Linked DNA regions of Mus musculus: all the other regions are linked to region 1. The links are chromatin contacts, called in public Hi-C and Micro-C maps. All regions are on one chromosome and are shown on one strand. The core of a region is the stretch at or near the end of the contact, and the rest is flanking DNA. Distances in the headings are between cores, read along the strand shown. Region 1 holds the start of Fgfr3 (fibroblast growth factor receptor 3). Region 2 holds the start of Nat8l (N-acetyltransferase 8-like). Region 3 holds the start of Nkx1-1 (NK1 homeobox 1).

Region 1 (4,201 bases), core at 356-2,855:
GTCTACAAGAGCTGGCCAGTGTAAGGCCACAGGGTTGGGGGAGGATCAGAGGAGTGGGAGTACCCTGCTTAGAGTCCTCTTTCCTGCATGTGTAGCCCATTGGAAAACAAGGTAGCTTGAGAGAGATGGTCTGTTGGGCCATGGGGTTCAGAGAACAACCAACACTGGCCTGAGATTCCTGACTGGGTATTTCTAACAAGGAGGTCATCTCAGAAATAAAGAAGTATTGCTGTTTGGATGGATGCTCAGCTCCCAGTTACAGAGTGTGGAGGGTTCTGATAAATCCTCCAGACGAAGGGCGTGGAAATAGGGGTCAGAGCTCACATTCTGGTTCATTTACTGATAACTAATCTGCCAATAGATTAGGGGAGAATGTCTGCTATGACCCCCTGGGGTGGCATCCTGGGAGAGGACCTGTGGGCAGCTGCCTGGGGGTGCCATGGGAACCCAGGACTGGATTCTAGCCAGTCTGCAGGGAGGGGTCCTTGGCCAGAGCAGGAGTAACAGTAGGCAGAGCTGCCCAGCTCTAGGGTGGACACACAGGGATGAGAGCATGAGGGTTCTGGGGCCAGGGCTTTCCCTGCTCAGCTATCTGGGAAAGATAAGGGTGATGAGTAAGCCAGTGAAAGGTGTTCGTAACCCACGAGCCATTCCCCCCCCCACCCCCCCCATGAGCAGTTTTAAGTTCTTCAAGCCACATACAGCCAGACTGGGCAGAAGCACTGAGCCAGGTCCCCATGTATCTGGCTCCCATAGGCTTCATCAGACCTTGTGGAACTTGTCTGAAAGTGAGACAAGGTTCCCTGCCTTGTGAGGGTAGAGAGGCCATCAGTCACAGGGTGGTTGCTGTTACAGAAGTTCTGCCAGGCAGGACCTACAGCTTGCCAGCATGATGGGGTGACCAGGCTGATCCTCCAGGGACCAGCTGTCATTGTGACACTCCCCAGATGGAATGTGTCCCACATGATGGGCGTGCTGTGCTAGGACATCCATAGGTTGGAGTTCAGGCAGCCTTAGGGTAGGGCAGGCTCCCCTGCTTTGTATCCCCAGCTCTTCTCGCTATTCCGAGAGGCTGGGTAAGTTTCTTCCAAAACCTGTGTGTTCTTGGGGAAGTGTGGACATCGTTCCTGAGCAGGATGCAGGCAGCTGGTTAGTTTGATAAATACAGCAGCGTGTCCGTCTTTTCTAGGGTGCAATCCCTGGGTCTTTCATCATGTAAACTCTGCTCCATCCTTCACTGGAAGACCTGTTCACACGTATTTGTATTTGTCTTCCTGGAACTGTCAGGCTTTGTACCTGAGGATTTAGTGCTCTTTGCACAGGGTTCATTCAGCTCAGGGGGCCAGTTCACTGTGAAGACGCCCTAACACCTAGACCCCCACCGAAGTCAACCTTCTGAGCCCTTGAGCACAGCTTTATTGGAGGGAGAAGCGTGCTGGTAGACAGTCCTGAGCTCGGCATTGCTTCAAGGGGTCGAGCGTGCGACCCTTGCCTCGCCTGCTCCGCCCCAGCTGGGCTCCCACGCCCTCTGGGACCGCCCGGCGCCCCCGCCTGACCACGCCTCTTCGGATCTCCCGCCCCCTGGCCGCCGGGGAAGGGGAGTGTTCGGGGCGTGGCGGGAGCACCCCCCAACCCCCGCCCGGGCTGCTGCGCGCCGGGCAGCCCCAGTTCAGTGCACTGTGGCAGCGGGGGTGGCGGGAGCAGCTGGCGCCGTGCGATCCACTCCGGCGGGGGGACTCAGTGGTGGGCGGCCGGCCACTGGGACAGAGGAGACCCTGGAAAAGCGGGCCGAGAGACGGAGCCGCGCGTGGTGAGTTGGGCTCTAGCGGCCGCCAGGTTAGTGTGAAGGACTCGGCTGGCACTCGGAGGTTCCGGGCGGGCTCAGAAGCAGTCAGGGGGTGAGATATGCGGGAAGTGGAGCGGTTCGTAAGTGCGGCGAGGCCGGGGCAAGGCGCGGGCTTCCCGCTCTGGAAAGTTTGCGGCTACTGCCTCCGTCCTGGGAGGGCTCTGCGGCAACCAGGGAGGGAAGGAGGAGGGAGGAACCGCGGCTGGGAGGAGGCGGCCGGCGCCAGGCAGCCCGGGAGAGAGCTAGGAGTCGGCGGGCGGGGCGGCCGGGGGTCGGGGTTCAGGAGCGAGGCCGCGCTTCCCCGCTGCCCTCCGGAGTAACTCAGTGCTCTCCTCCTGTAGTCTCCACAGAGGCGTTCTCCCACCGGCGCCGGAGCCGGGCGTGGGGGGTTGCAGCATGCCCGCGCGCGCTGCTTGAGGACGCCGCGGCCCCCGCTCTGGAGCCATGGTAGTCCCGGCCTGCGTGCTAGTGTTCTGCGTGGCGGTCGTGGCTGGAGCTACTTCCGAGCCTCCTGGTCCAGAGCAGCGAGTTGTGCGGAGAGCGGCAGGTAAGGACTGACCCAAGGTGTTCTTCTGGGGGCCGGCCCTGAATCACAGGGGCTTTGGCAATGGTGAACAGCCCTTGGGTGAGGAAGGGGCGTCGGGTTGATTAGCACCACAGGGGCTAGTGCGCCGAGGTTTGTCCCCTGCCCCGCAGATCGCTGTCAGCTCGGACGCGGCAGTTTATAGGGGTGTCTGTAGGCTGGGAGCCACCACCCAAGTGCGAGGCGTCACGTGGACCGGTGCCCGTGACGGTGGTCCCAGGCAGAGGGGCGTTGGGAAGGCGCGCGAGCTGACTTCCCACGATTCCTATTGTTGCTTCTCGAATTTGAGAGGAGGAAAAATGCCTGTTATTGATTCAGCCGTTCTCCCGGAACAGTTCTTCCTCTGCTTCAGCTAAAGGAAGGCTGGACGTTGCGGGGTGGATAGTAGTATCCCAGCCAAAGCTCAGCTTCAGGGTTTCGCATGACAAGGTGACAGCTTCAGTGCGGCTGCTCCCCTCTTATCCTGTAGGCGGCCTGAGGGGTCGGTTCCCAGGGGCGCGCACAGACTGCCCTTCAGGCCGCACGCTGGGAGATGAGGGGCGGTTGTCCCAGGATCTTGGCGCCGCCTAGGTAGTCCCGCTGGCCACCAAAGTCCGATGGGACACTTGAATGCCCTCAAACGGGGCCCGGAGGCCAAGGATGCGAAAGGGAGCCACGGTCCGCTCTGCGTCCCTTGGTTGCCCGGAGGTGCGACGCGCGCGGCCCCCGGCTGTGCCCGGTGGCAGCGTGGCAAAGCAGAGCAGCGGTCTGGCGGGAGGCCGCGCGAAGGGAGGCTTTCGCTCGGTAAGTTGTCGCCCCACCCGAGCTGAGGCCCGAACAGCCGCTCCTTTGTACCTCGGCGGCCACAAACCGCGCATTGATGGCGGCGCGGCCTCTCGGGGAGGTGCGAGTGCGGCGGGCGCAGCGGGAGGAGGCAGATGGCGGTGTGCCCCTCCCGGCGCCCCCGCGCCCCTCTCTCCAGCGGCTGCAGCCTCCTGGAACAATGTCATTTTCTTTCTTTCTTTCTTTCTTTCTTTTTTTTTATGAATGAAAGTGGGCCGGGAACTTGAATGTGCGTGTCTTTCAGCGGCGTGACAGAGGCGGTCGGGAGGTCAGCGCGCGCTTTTAGCGCCTGCTAGGACTGCCCTGCTTCCCGGGTGCCGAATGGCCCGCGAGGAGACCACATTAGCATGTGTATTCAGATGAAGATATTACTTCTTGCGTCGGGTGTCAGTGAGCTCGGGTAGGGGCGGCGGGGCGGAGCGCACACCCTCTCTGTGCCTCAGGCAGTGACGGTGGCCTCCTGGCACGACCCTGCTGCGGGAACCGAAGCTGAGCCGGGCCGCCCGGGATCGGTGGGATCGCCCGCCCCTCGCTTCTGCGTTTGAGCTTGTGAGACAGGTAGGGAATTGATAGGCCAATAAACTTAATCCGGTTCCTTAACGAGATGGGCCGGGCTGTAAAAATACAAAGACCTGGTGAAGTTTACAGAGGTCCGGGCTGGCGCTTTCCCTAGGAACATAAATTACCAAGCAGGAGCTGGCTGGGGTCAAGGGCTGTGCGGCGGGGCTAGGTACCGGCCTAACCTGGCCACCCTTGGTGAGGCAAGCCCTGCTGGTGTGCTTAGTGTGGGAGACAGTAACCCTTAGGGGATCCAGAAGTTGACCCCCAGGCCGGCTTGCAGAAGCAGGGCCTTCCACCTTCCTTGTCTCCCCCCAACCCTACCTTGCTTGCAAGGCTGGACTTTGAGCCCTGCTGGCCCTCCCAGTGGTTCATTAACCTGGGCTGATCTT
Region 2 (4,365 bases), core at 852-3,351, 270 kb after region 1:
CTAGAAACATCACTTTCACATTATGAAGTTTGGCTGCCAATCTGTATATGAATGCATGACAGTGCAAAATTTAATGCTTTATTAAAGAGACATTGTTCTGAATCATATCGCTCATAAGTCTAGTTTCTAGGATAAGAATTACATAAAATATTATCTCAATTAGAAGTATCTCAATTAGAATGCCTGAGCTTGTCTGGAGGCATCTCTCTCTCTCTCTCTCTGTCTCTGTCTCTGTCTCTGTCTCTCTCTCTCTTCCCTTTCTTTCTTTCAAACTCAGAGGGAGTTGAGTCTGGACCTCCAGAAGTTCTGGCCTGGAAATATTATTGCAGAATTCCCATTTTGGTGGCACCTCTTCGCGGCTTTTGAGCCTGTTTCTCTTCTCTGTGCTTTGGGCTCTCCTGCTCTCTTAAAGGCTCCTGTCCTCCCCCAGTCCCCAGTGGTTTATAGCTTTCAGCATCGAGCCCAGGGCCATCTCCCAGGACTACCTTGGCTGTGGATATTCCCACTACCCACTCCTTTTTCTCTACATTTTCAGTATGGGGTTCTTCTTCCCCAAACAGACCCTGGGGCAGCCATGCCAGGCAAGGATAAGTCCTCTTTACCCAACATCCTTAAAGAACACACCGTGGTTGGAGGGCTGCCCTATTAAGGAAGCATTCCTAACCCATGAATGTTCAGGTGTAGGGTCCAGGGCACCCGTCCCCACTCTGTCTCTGAAATCTTGATAGACGTCTTTACCCCTGCCAGGCTGTAGGCAGGCACTTCTAGGCTCCTGGAAGGTGCATTCAGCTGCAGGATGTGAGGAAGCCAAGCTGGGTCTCCTGAGTCTTCCTACACACCCAGGCAGAGGAGTGTGTAAGCCATCGTGGGGAGCTCGGGAGAGGTAGAGTGGCTCTAGGCTGCTGCTTTATTAAAGAGGACCTTGATGCCACCCAGGAATGGCCTAAGGGAGAACGGCAGAGGGCGCCCCACGACAGGAAGGAGGAACAGGGCTAAACAGGGCCATGGATTGTCCTGCTGTCTGCGCAACTCCTAGGGTAGTATCTTTAAGTCTCCAAGACCCTGGGCTCCAGTCTTGGCCCCTTCACGCTTTCAGACGGTTCCGATGTGTTGGTTATAGCGCAGGCCACCATCATGGCCATGGGGGCGGGGGCGGGGTGGGCAAATGATTATAGGAGGACCGGGGCAATGGAAGGAATGGTTAGGCAGACCAGGGAATGGGTGCTCTGCAGAACTGAGGGGGATTCTGGTCGCGCTGATGTGAGTCTTGCAAATCCCCTAGGCCCGGAGGTGCAGAAAGACGAAGGAGCAACTCTGGTCAGGGGTGTGGAGAGATACCCTATAGGCACCGGACCATTTTGTTGCTTCTAAGGCTTACAGGCTTCAGTGACCCGCAAACCTAGGGTCCTGAGTCAGAACTTCTTGGCTCCACCAGATGGGTCCTCAATGCTCAGCCTCACTTTCCTCGGGGCCCTTCTGCCTGACTGTCCTCAGCCCTTACAGGCCGGCACTGGTCCTGCAGACCACCCAGCCAACCTCGGGACTCAGGAGAAGTCAATGTGGCTAGTCGGTGCCCCGGCCTGTTCAGATACTATCAGTGAGTTCCTTTGAAATATTGAGAGATTTAGCATCAGTGTCCAGGAAGGTCGCCTCTGGGACCCAGATAAGTCCCACTCCCCCGCCCCCGTGTCTCGAAAACAGTGAGGAAAATCCTCTCTAGCCTGACCCTCTCCTTCTCAGTCCCCTTGTGCTGACAACCCTGGCTGTTTGATTACCCTACTCCCAGGTTCCATTTGCGAGACAGGCCCCTTCAGTCTCTAGGTGACCTTAGCCGTTCTGCTGGCTCCAACAATGGTGCGGCATAACGCAGACTGAGGGTCCTCCGGCCCGGAGAGGGTCTCCGCGAGCACGAGGATGATTCGGCTTTGGGGGTGCCCATTCCCGTGACCTAGGAAAGTGGATATGCCACTACGCATTCCCCACTCCATGCGCGCCCTGTCTGCTGCGTCTGCACGTCTTGCTCCGGGGGACTGTGAGACCGCGGCTCTGAAGCGAGCCCCCGCTGCACCTGCACCAAGGCCACGGGGCGCATGCGCGGACCGCGGAAGGCGGGGGCCGAGCCGGGAGGGGTCCTGCAATTCCGCAGGTCCGCTGCCGGGAACGGTCGGGTGTCAGATTGGAGTGGGGTGGGGTTCGGCTGTCAGGCAGCGCGTGCATCAAACCACATTTCAGCCGCGTCCTCACTCTCTCAGTCCGTTCGGCCCCGGCCGCGGGCTCGGAGGGCGCCTGCCAAAGGAACACGGGGCCCCTCACGAGGACTTCGGCCGGGCGCCGCGTACAGACAAAGGGGTGGGAGATGGAGACACTTCCGTGATTACTGCCAGCGGCCGCGGAAGAAGAGGACGCTTTGCTGCAGGAACGCAGGTCCGAGCGCAGCGGCAGCTTTGCGGGAGCTCAGGGGCGGGGTAGGAGGCGTCCATCACTCTCCGACCTCCTGGCGAGCCTCAAGCCCCTTACGCAGCGCCTCTCTGAGCACCCTGTCCCTGCTGTCGTTCACTGAGGACCACTTCCTCGCACGCTCTCCGTTCGGCCCCTCCGTGCTCCCGCGGTCCGCCAGCCACGCAGCCCAAGTGTGCCATCGGGCGGGCGCAGAGGCGGCGTCTGCTCCCACCCCCGAGATCACATGGTGACCCTCGGCAGCCAATGCAGTGGACGCTAGGACCCTGCGGGACCCCGGGCGCCGCGACTGCACCGGCGCCGCTGCATTATAAATACTTCTCCAAAATGCGGCGCAGCTCCCTGCGCGCGCCCCGGCCGCCCGCCGCCTCCGCCCTGCGCCCCTGAGCCGCTGCCGCCGCCGCTGCCGCCGCGGGTCCGAGGGCGCCGCGCCCTTGCCCTGGGCTCGGGCTCTGCCCGCTGCCGCCGGCTCGCGTCCTCGCGCTGCGCCGCCCGGCCGGGTGCATGCATTGTGGGCCTCCCGACATGGTCTGCGAGACGAAGATCGTGGCTACGGAGGACCATGAGGCACTGCCGGGGGCCAAGAAGGACGCGCTGCTCGTCGCCGCCGGAGCCATGTGGCCCCCGCTGCCCGCCGCGCCCGGGCCGGCCGCCGCACCCCCACCCGCGGCAGGTCCCCAGCCCCACGGAGGCACCGGGGGCGCGGGGCCGCCGGAGGGGCGCGGCGTGTGCATCCGCGAGTTCCGCGCAGCCGAGCAGGAGGCGGCGCGCCGCATCTTCTACGACGGCATCTTGGAGCGCATCCCCAACACGGCTTTCCGCGGCCTGCGGCAGCACCCGCGCACCCAACTGCTCTACGCCCTGCTGGCCGGTCAGTGCGCCGCGGGGGGCGGGGGGCCGGCGGGGCTGCGGCAGTCCCGCACCGGCCCGGCTCCAGCGGGTCCAGCGGACCCCTCCGGGGACCGTCGCGCTTGACTCTCTTTGCCTTCCTTCTGGGTTCCCATCTCGGAGCCCCGGTGCCGCGTCGGTACGCTGGACCGGTTGGGAGGAGACCCGCTTGCACCAGCGGCGCAGCGCTCCGGGCTTTCGGCCAAGGCTCCTGGGCCGGGCGTGGGAACCAGCGCGGGCTGAGTGCAGGGCGCTGCGGACTGGGAAACACAGGGTTGGCAACTCAGTCCGCGGCGCCCGTTCTTTCCGTCGCGGGGCATCCCGGGTGGGGGCGGCGTGACAGGGCAGGTAGCGCTGCAGCTGCGGCCCGGCGCGACAACTATATATATAATCTTTGGGCGGGGGAGGCCGCCTGAGGCTCAAGTGCTAATTTATGACGGGAAGACAGCCAGCTCCGCGGGGAGCCAGGGAGACTGTTCGCCAGAGCCAGGGATACAGGGAGGATACCCTCTGCTGTCTGAAGCACACCCCCTCCCATTCCATGCCATCCCATTCTGCAGATGAGGAGCTTGAGGCGACTCACCCAAGGTCATTCGGAGGAGACAACTTTTGCTCTTGTGCGTTTTTTTCCTCCTCCACAGCACAAATGAAGTTGGAAACGGTGTGGTGCTTGTCGCCCGACTCTGACAGCCTAGTGGGCTCTGAAGCTGCCCAGGGAGGGCTCTAGTTGGGTGCCTTCTCAGCCCGGCGCAGGATGACCTGCTTGCATAGGCAGTGTCCTGGTGTCTCTGTCCAGCTCTTTGACTTAGCACCAGGCTAGGTGGAGTAGGCAAGAGACCCTTTGGAAACTGGGGGAACCAAGGGCTGACCAGCACTGGTCTGGCCTAGGCTGTATTGTGGACCTTTGTTTCAGGTTGTGAAGGTAGCAGGTGTTTACGCCAGAGAGCTTGGAAATGAGGAAGCGTAGAGAGGGACTGCGGCCATGACTCCTACACAGAGAAACAGTCCCTGGTGGGGAGC
Region 3 (4,587 bases), core at 923-3,422, 290 kb before region 1:
GCAGATACAAACTTAATTAAACTCATTTTGTGTAATGTACAAACTAGTTAAAGTCCATTTAATTTATTTGGGCGTATATTACCTTCCAATTACAGCGGGCGCGGGGCCAGCCAATTACCGCACAGTTAATAGCTGGAGGGGCGCGAGGCCTGGGGTGGGGTCGGCCGGCTGTGAGGAGGCCACTTCTGAAAACCAAAATCGGTCGTCTGGGAGCTGTCCCTACCTCAGGCTTCAGGCCCTGAAAACTAGGCGTCGCAAAGTGCTGACTTCCCTGCGGACCTCTGGGGCCCACCAACCAGCTCCCCAGCGACTCTGTCTTAAGCGGGCTCCAGCTTCCCGTGGGCTGGTTGAGTTTGGAGGCTGGGAAAGCGTATTGTGAACCTCTAAGCAGGGCCCTGGGAGGGAGTATGAGCGCTAATCCCGCTGCATCCAGAGAGATGCTGCCGCCATGACTGCATTTTGCCTCTGAAATTTTGCAAGGCTGTCTGTCTGCTCTGCAGGAATCTGAGGACCTTTCATGCCCCTCACCCACAGGTGGTCTTTAAATGCCAGAGGAGGCCTCCACGTTTTCCGACCCAGGGCCGGTGTTCAGCTCTCAGATCGAGTTGACGCTGACATACTGGAGCATAAAATCGCAACTCGAAAATAACCCAGCTCAAATGACCCAGGTCGCATGAAGAGTGCGGGTGTCCTGTCCTCAACTCCCAGGTCTTAGCAGGACAACTATTCCCTCAGGCGACACGTAGCCAGTCATCCCTGCCCCAGCCCTGCCTGGCTGCCCTCTCCCAACTGTGCAGCGCTCGCTCCCTCCCTACACAGCTCCAGCAGGCAGCCGCGAGTTCCTCGTAGACCAACCCCTTGGCGGAGAGAGGGGTCCAACTGCAGCCTGCATGGCCTGCCCTTCCTCTCTCTAGGAACGGAAGGTCAATGCAACCGCGTTGGTAGAGCTGGCGGCCCCAGTCCAGTTCTCCCTGAGCGTTCTGGTCCATGAGAGGCGCAGGGGCCAAGAAGTTAGAGGAGGACGGGGGAGGGGCACAAAAAGCAATCAGGAGCTGGTCGAATGCAATTCGCGATCAATAGCGGCCCCTAATAAGTGTAATAGGTTTTAATCGAGTAATTATCCGAATTTTGACCCTATAATTTAGATGTTCGGGGGGAGTTTGCAAGGTGCTTGAAAGAGATATGCATGCGCCGTAATGGGATATCGACCGCAAAGGGGGCGCGGGCCGCCCCATTACCGGCCGCTTTCCGCCGCTAAGCACATTTCCCTTTAACTGTAATCGAAGGGATTTAATTGTTTTTCCAGAGATAACCAGCGTTTTGTCACAATTAGTCTGATTTGTCCAAAGGGGGAGGGCCGGGAAGGCCACGGTGGGGGTGGGTAAGTCACCAAGTCAGTCGCCGCATGTCCCTTTGCCTCCAGCACCAACTACCCTCCAACACCAAAGATTGACTAGATGAATCCTGGACCGTAGTCGCAACCCCAAGGCCCCAGATTTGGCCCAACAGAACCTTTCCAGAAGCGTGCAGCAGTGAGGGCCCTAGAGTCCGGGTCGGGAGGAGGCCACGGATGCTTGGGGCGGACCCCGCGCTCTGCGAACTTTCCACAGAGCCCGGCGGCGCTTGGGTCAGGCCCAGCTCGCCGGGAGCATAAACATTCCGGAGCAGTCGGTGTCCTCGCCCCTATCACCAACCCCTTATACTCACTTGTAGGCTCAGCTCCCGCGGCCGCTGCGACTCCTGTGGCGGCGGAGAGGGCTCGGCGTTCTAGCTCTGCGCGCGGCGAACGTCCGGAGGCAGCGGGGACCGCGACGCACGCGGCCGGGGCGCATGGGGCACACGTAGCGGGCACCACAGGGCCCAGTAGCACGCAGCGGCGTCTCCTACTGTTGAACTTGTTGGGATCTAGGATGTCCAACACGGAGAAGGAGGTGGGGCGCGGGGGCGCGGCGGGCCGGGCCGCTCCAGCCCCCTCTGGCACCGCGGGAACAGTGTCGCTGGCCGCGAGCGGTGGCACTCCAGCCCGGGGAAAGATGGGCAGCTCAGCTCGTCCGTCCATAGTGTCCCGAGCTGTAGCCGCAGGAGCCGGCGGTGCGGGCCCCGAGCCGGGCCCGGGCGGTGGCGGTGGCAGCGCGGGGACGTCCCCGGGTGCCGCCGGGCCGCTGGTACTCATGCGGGCCTCGGGCCGCTCAGGCGGCTCGGGCCCCCGCTACCTACTGGGATCCCATCCCTGCGCCCCGCAAAATCAGCCTCAGCCCAGCTGTTCCCGCTCTGCTGGTGCTGCCTGGCCTTGCCTCCGCCACCGCTTCAGGCGCCCGCCGCGCCGGGCCAGTGCATTTATGGCGGCCCCGCCGGAGGCGCCCACGCGCCCACACGCCGCACACACGTGCGCCCGCAGGCGGCCGCAGGGTTCCGCTTCCCTCGTTAGCGCTCACGCCTAATTGGCTGCGAACGGTCCCAAGCGGAGTAGGCGGGCCCGGTACGGGACTCACGGACTGAGCCGCAGAGACGGACAGACAGACGCCCTGCCCGGAGCCAGAGCACAGTCCACTGGAGGCTGGGGTGCTCAGCACCGTGCCGCTGCGCCTCCGCGGGGCTGGAAACTGCGTGCCCGCCTCCTTGGCGAAGGGGGAGGAGACAGTCGCCTTTTAAATAATTGCGGGATCAGTTGGCTGTGGAGGGCTGCAGAGGCCCCAGGACGTGGGAACCCACGCGCCCCGAGTTGGCCTGGACATCCCAGCTCAGGGTACCGCTAAGGCAGGTCTCTCCTGCTGCCGTGGCACGCGGGGTTCTGGGCTATCCTGGCACCAGGGGCTCTCGCGCCTTCCGCTGCTAGGACGGAAAGGGAGAGAGGGGTTCTTGCGGGTTCTGAGTCTCTCCAGGGTCTTCAGCCCCTTGTGGGGCGTGTTCCCAGAGTTTCGGTTTCCGCTGCCCTCGATTGCTGTTTTTCCGCGTCTGGAGCAATCTGGTCAGAATCTCTGTCCCTCCATCCTCACTGGCTTTGACTCCCGCCCCCTTGGCTGGATCAAATTAGGGACGACTCGAAATCCCCCGCAAGAGGCGGGGCTGGCGCCCGCGAGTGACGCTCATTAGAAGTGGAATCGAAATGAGTAGGGCTAGACGGCCGTCCTAGTCCCCGCCCCCCCCCCAAAGGGTGACCGAAAAATCGCACAAATAGCAGGTGGCCTACATAAAGATCGATACCCTTCATGTAACGGGAAAATATGTGTTTCTTCCAGAAATAATACGGAAACTGTCCTCTTCCCCATCCCTAACAAATCAGAAGGGCCGTTTGAGGCCTGAGCGTTTGTGCACCGTCTTGTCCAGTCTGGAGATTTACAGGACAGTCTCGGCGGACGACCTCGGAAGGTCGAGCCCGGCTTTGGAGGATGAGGGTCAGGTAGCCGATGCTTCGCTTCCTAGTTTTCCTCCTCCTCTCGCTCAGGCCAATGAGCTGACCCGCCTCTGAAGGACCCAGGTGGGACCCGGCGATGGAACTGGCGTGCCCAGAGTGTGAGTGTGTGCGCCTACGACGTGTGCTCCAGCGGGTATGCATTCCTCCTCCCACTACGGTCCCGAGAGCCTGCTCTGCACAAGGACGGTCCTTTGCAATTACCGCGGGCAATGATCCTTCGGAAGCAGAAATTAAAAGTTAGGAGAAATAATGGGGGACCGATCGCCTGTAATTTGGGCCAAGCTCGGACATGCTGAGCCTCTGGGAGGCTGGGACAGGAGGCAGAAGGAGGGGGGCAGGGCTCTCCTCCCCTCAGTTTCTTCCCTGCCCCCTCCCACCCTCACCGCGCTGGTCCATCCTGAGATTCTAATCAGACCCACAACACTGTGTCCTTCCTTGCCAGGACCTGATTATTCTTTATCTTTAAATTATAAATCACCTCTGGGGAAGGAGGGTGGGTAATCTCTCATCACAGTGAGGTAATTATCTTCTTCCCGCCCCCATCTTGGTCTTTGCTCCCTTCCTCTTCTCAACTGAGTTTGAATATAGATGTACACGCCCCATTCTCTTACAAACACACACACACACACACACACACAGAGAGAGAGAGAGAGAGAGAGAGAGAGAGAGAGAGAGAGAGAGAGAGAGAGTCACACTCATTCAGAAGCCGCCAACACACAAGCAGGAATTCATTCATGAGCACCCACACCCAGTCAGAAGGTGGCTCAAAAGGGCAGTGCGCTGCACCCCGTCACCCCTCCCCCATCTGCTCCTCCTTCCACTTCCTGTCTCTTTTAAGTCCTTTGGTGAGGACTGCACACAGACCGGCTGCCAAGTCCCCATCTTCTTTGCTTCCCCAGGAAGCAGAGCCACTGGGTGCAGAAGGGAGCTTCTTTTGGGAGGGGAGGGCAGGGGAGGACAGGCCTCATGTGCAGAGCTGGCTCTGGGTAGTGGAGACTCTGGGACATCCCTACAAGCACCCACACCCCCCCACACACCCCCCCACACACACATTTGTCACTAGCACAAGTCAGCAGAGGGGTGAATGTTGGCAAACATTTAACAGCAGCTGCAGCACCCACACCTTACTGGGTTGGAGCTGGCCTGGCTGCACTCTCAGCCATGACACCTGC

Evidence for each region. A called contact is a pair of places that touch in the nucleus more often than the background predicts.
Region 2: a contact with region 1 is called in a Micro-C map of embryonic stem cells, with 3 times the contacts expected there. The contact joins the promoter of Nat8l here to the promoter of Fgfr3 in region 1. A contact is called at or near these places in 4 of 39 promoter capture datasets (embryonic stem cells, hematopoietic stem and progenitor cells, neural stem cells and 1 more), 7 of 484 Hi-C or Micro-C datasets (all in embryonic stem cells), 3 of 115 datasets of contacts at active chromatin or transcription factors (embryonic stem cells and pancreatic cancer cells) and 1 of 9 other capture datasets (liver).
Region 3: a Hi-C map of embryonic stem cells shows a contact between it and region 1, with 5 times the contacts expected there. The contact joins the promoter of Nkx1-1 here to the promoter of Fgfr3 in region 1. A contact is called at or near these places in 7 of 39 promoter capture datasets (the 3T3-L1 cell line, embryonic stem cells, hematopoietic stem and progenitor cells and 1 more), 24 of 484 Hi-C or Micro-C datasets (differentiating embryonic stem cells, embryonic stem cells, stem cell-derived epiblast-like cells and 1 more), 5 of 115 datasets of contacts at active chromatin or transcription factors (all in embryonic stem cells) and 2 of 9 other capture datasets (adipose tissue and embryonic stem cells).

Annotation. Positions count from the first base shown.
Region 1 is chr5:33,720,119-33,724,319 of GRCm38.p6, forward strand. It overlaps Fgfr3 (fibroblast growth factor receptor 3), which reads left to right and starts at 1,606. Exons shown (of 18, transcript NM_008010.5): 1 at 1,606-1,810; 2 at 2,188-2,393. The coding sequence starts at 2,291. RefSeq lists promoters at 1,451-2,291, 1,451-1,655 and enhancers at 1,811-2,187, 2,018-2,076.
Region 2 is chr5:33,993,883-33,998,247 of GRCm38.p6, forward strand. It overlaps Nat8l (N-acetyltransferase 8-like), which reads left to right and starts at 2,102. Exons shown (of 3, transcript NM_001001985.3): 1 at 2,102-3,328. The coding sequence starts at 2,962.
Region 3 is chr5:33,431,918-33,436,504 of GRCm38.p6, forward strand. It overlaps Nkx1-1 (NK1 homeobox 1), which reads right to left and starts at 2,173. Exons shown (of 2, transcript NM_011320.1): 1 at 1,708-2,173. The coding sequence starts at 2,173.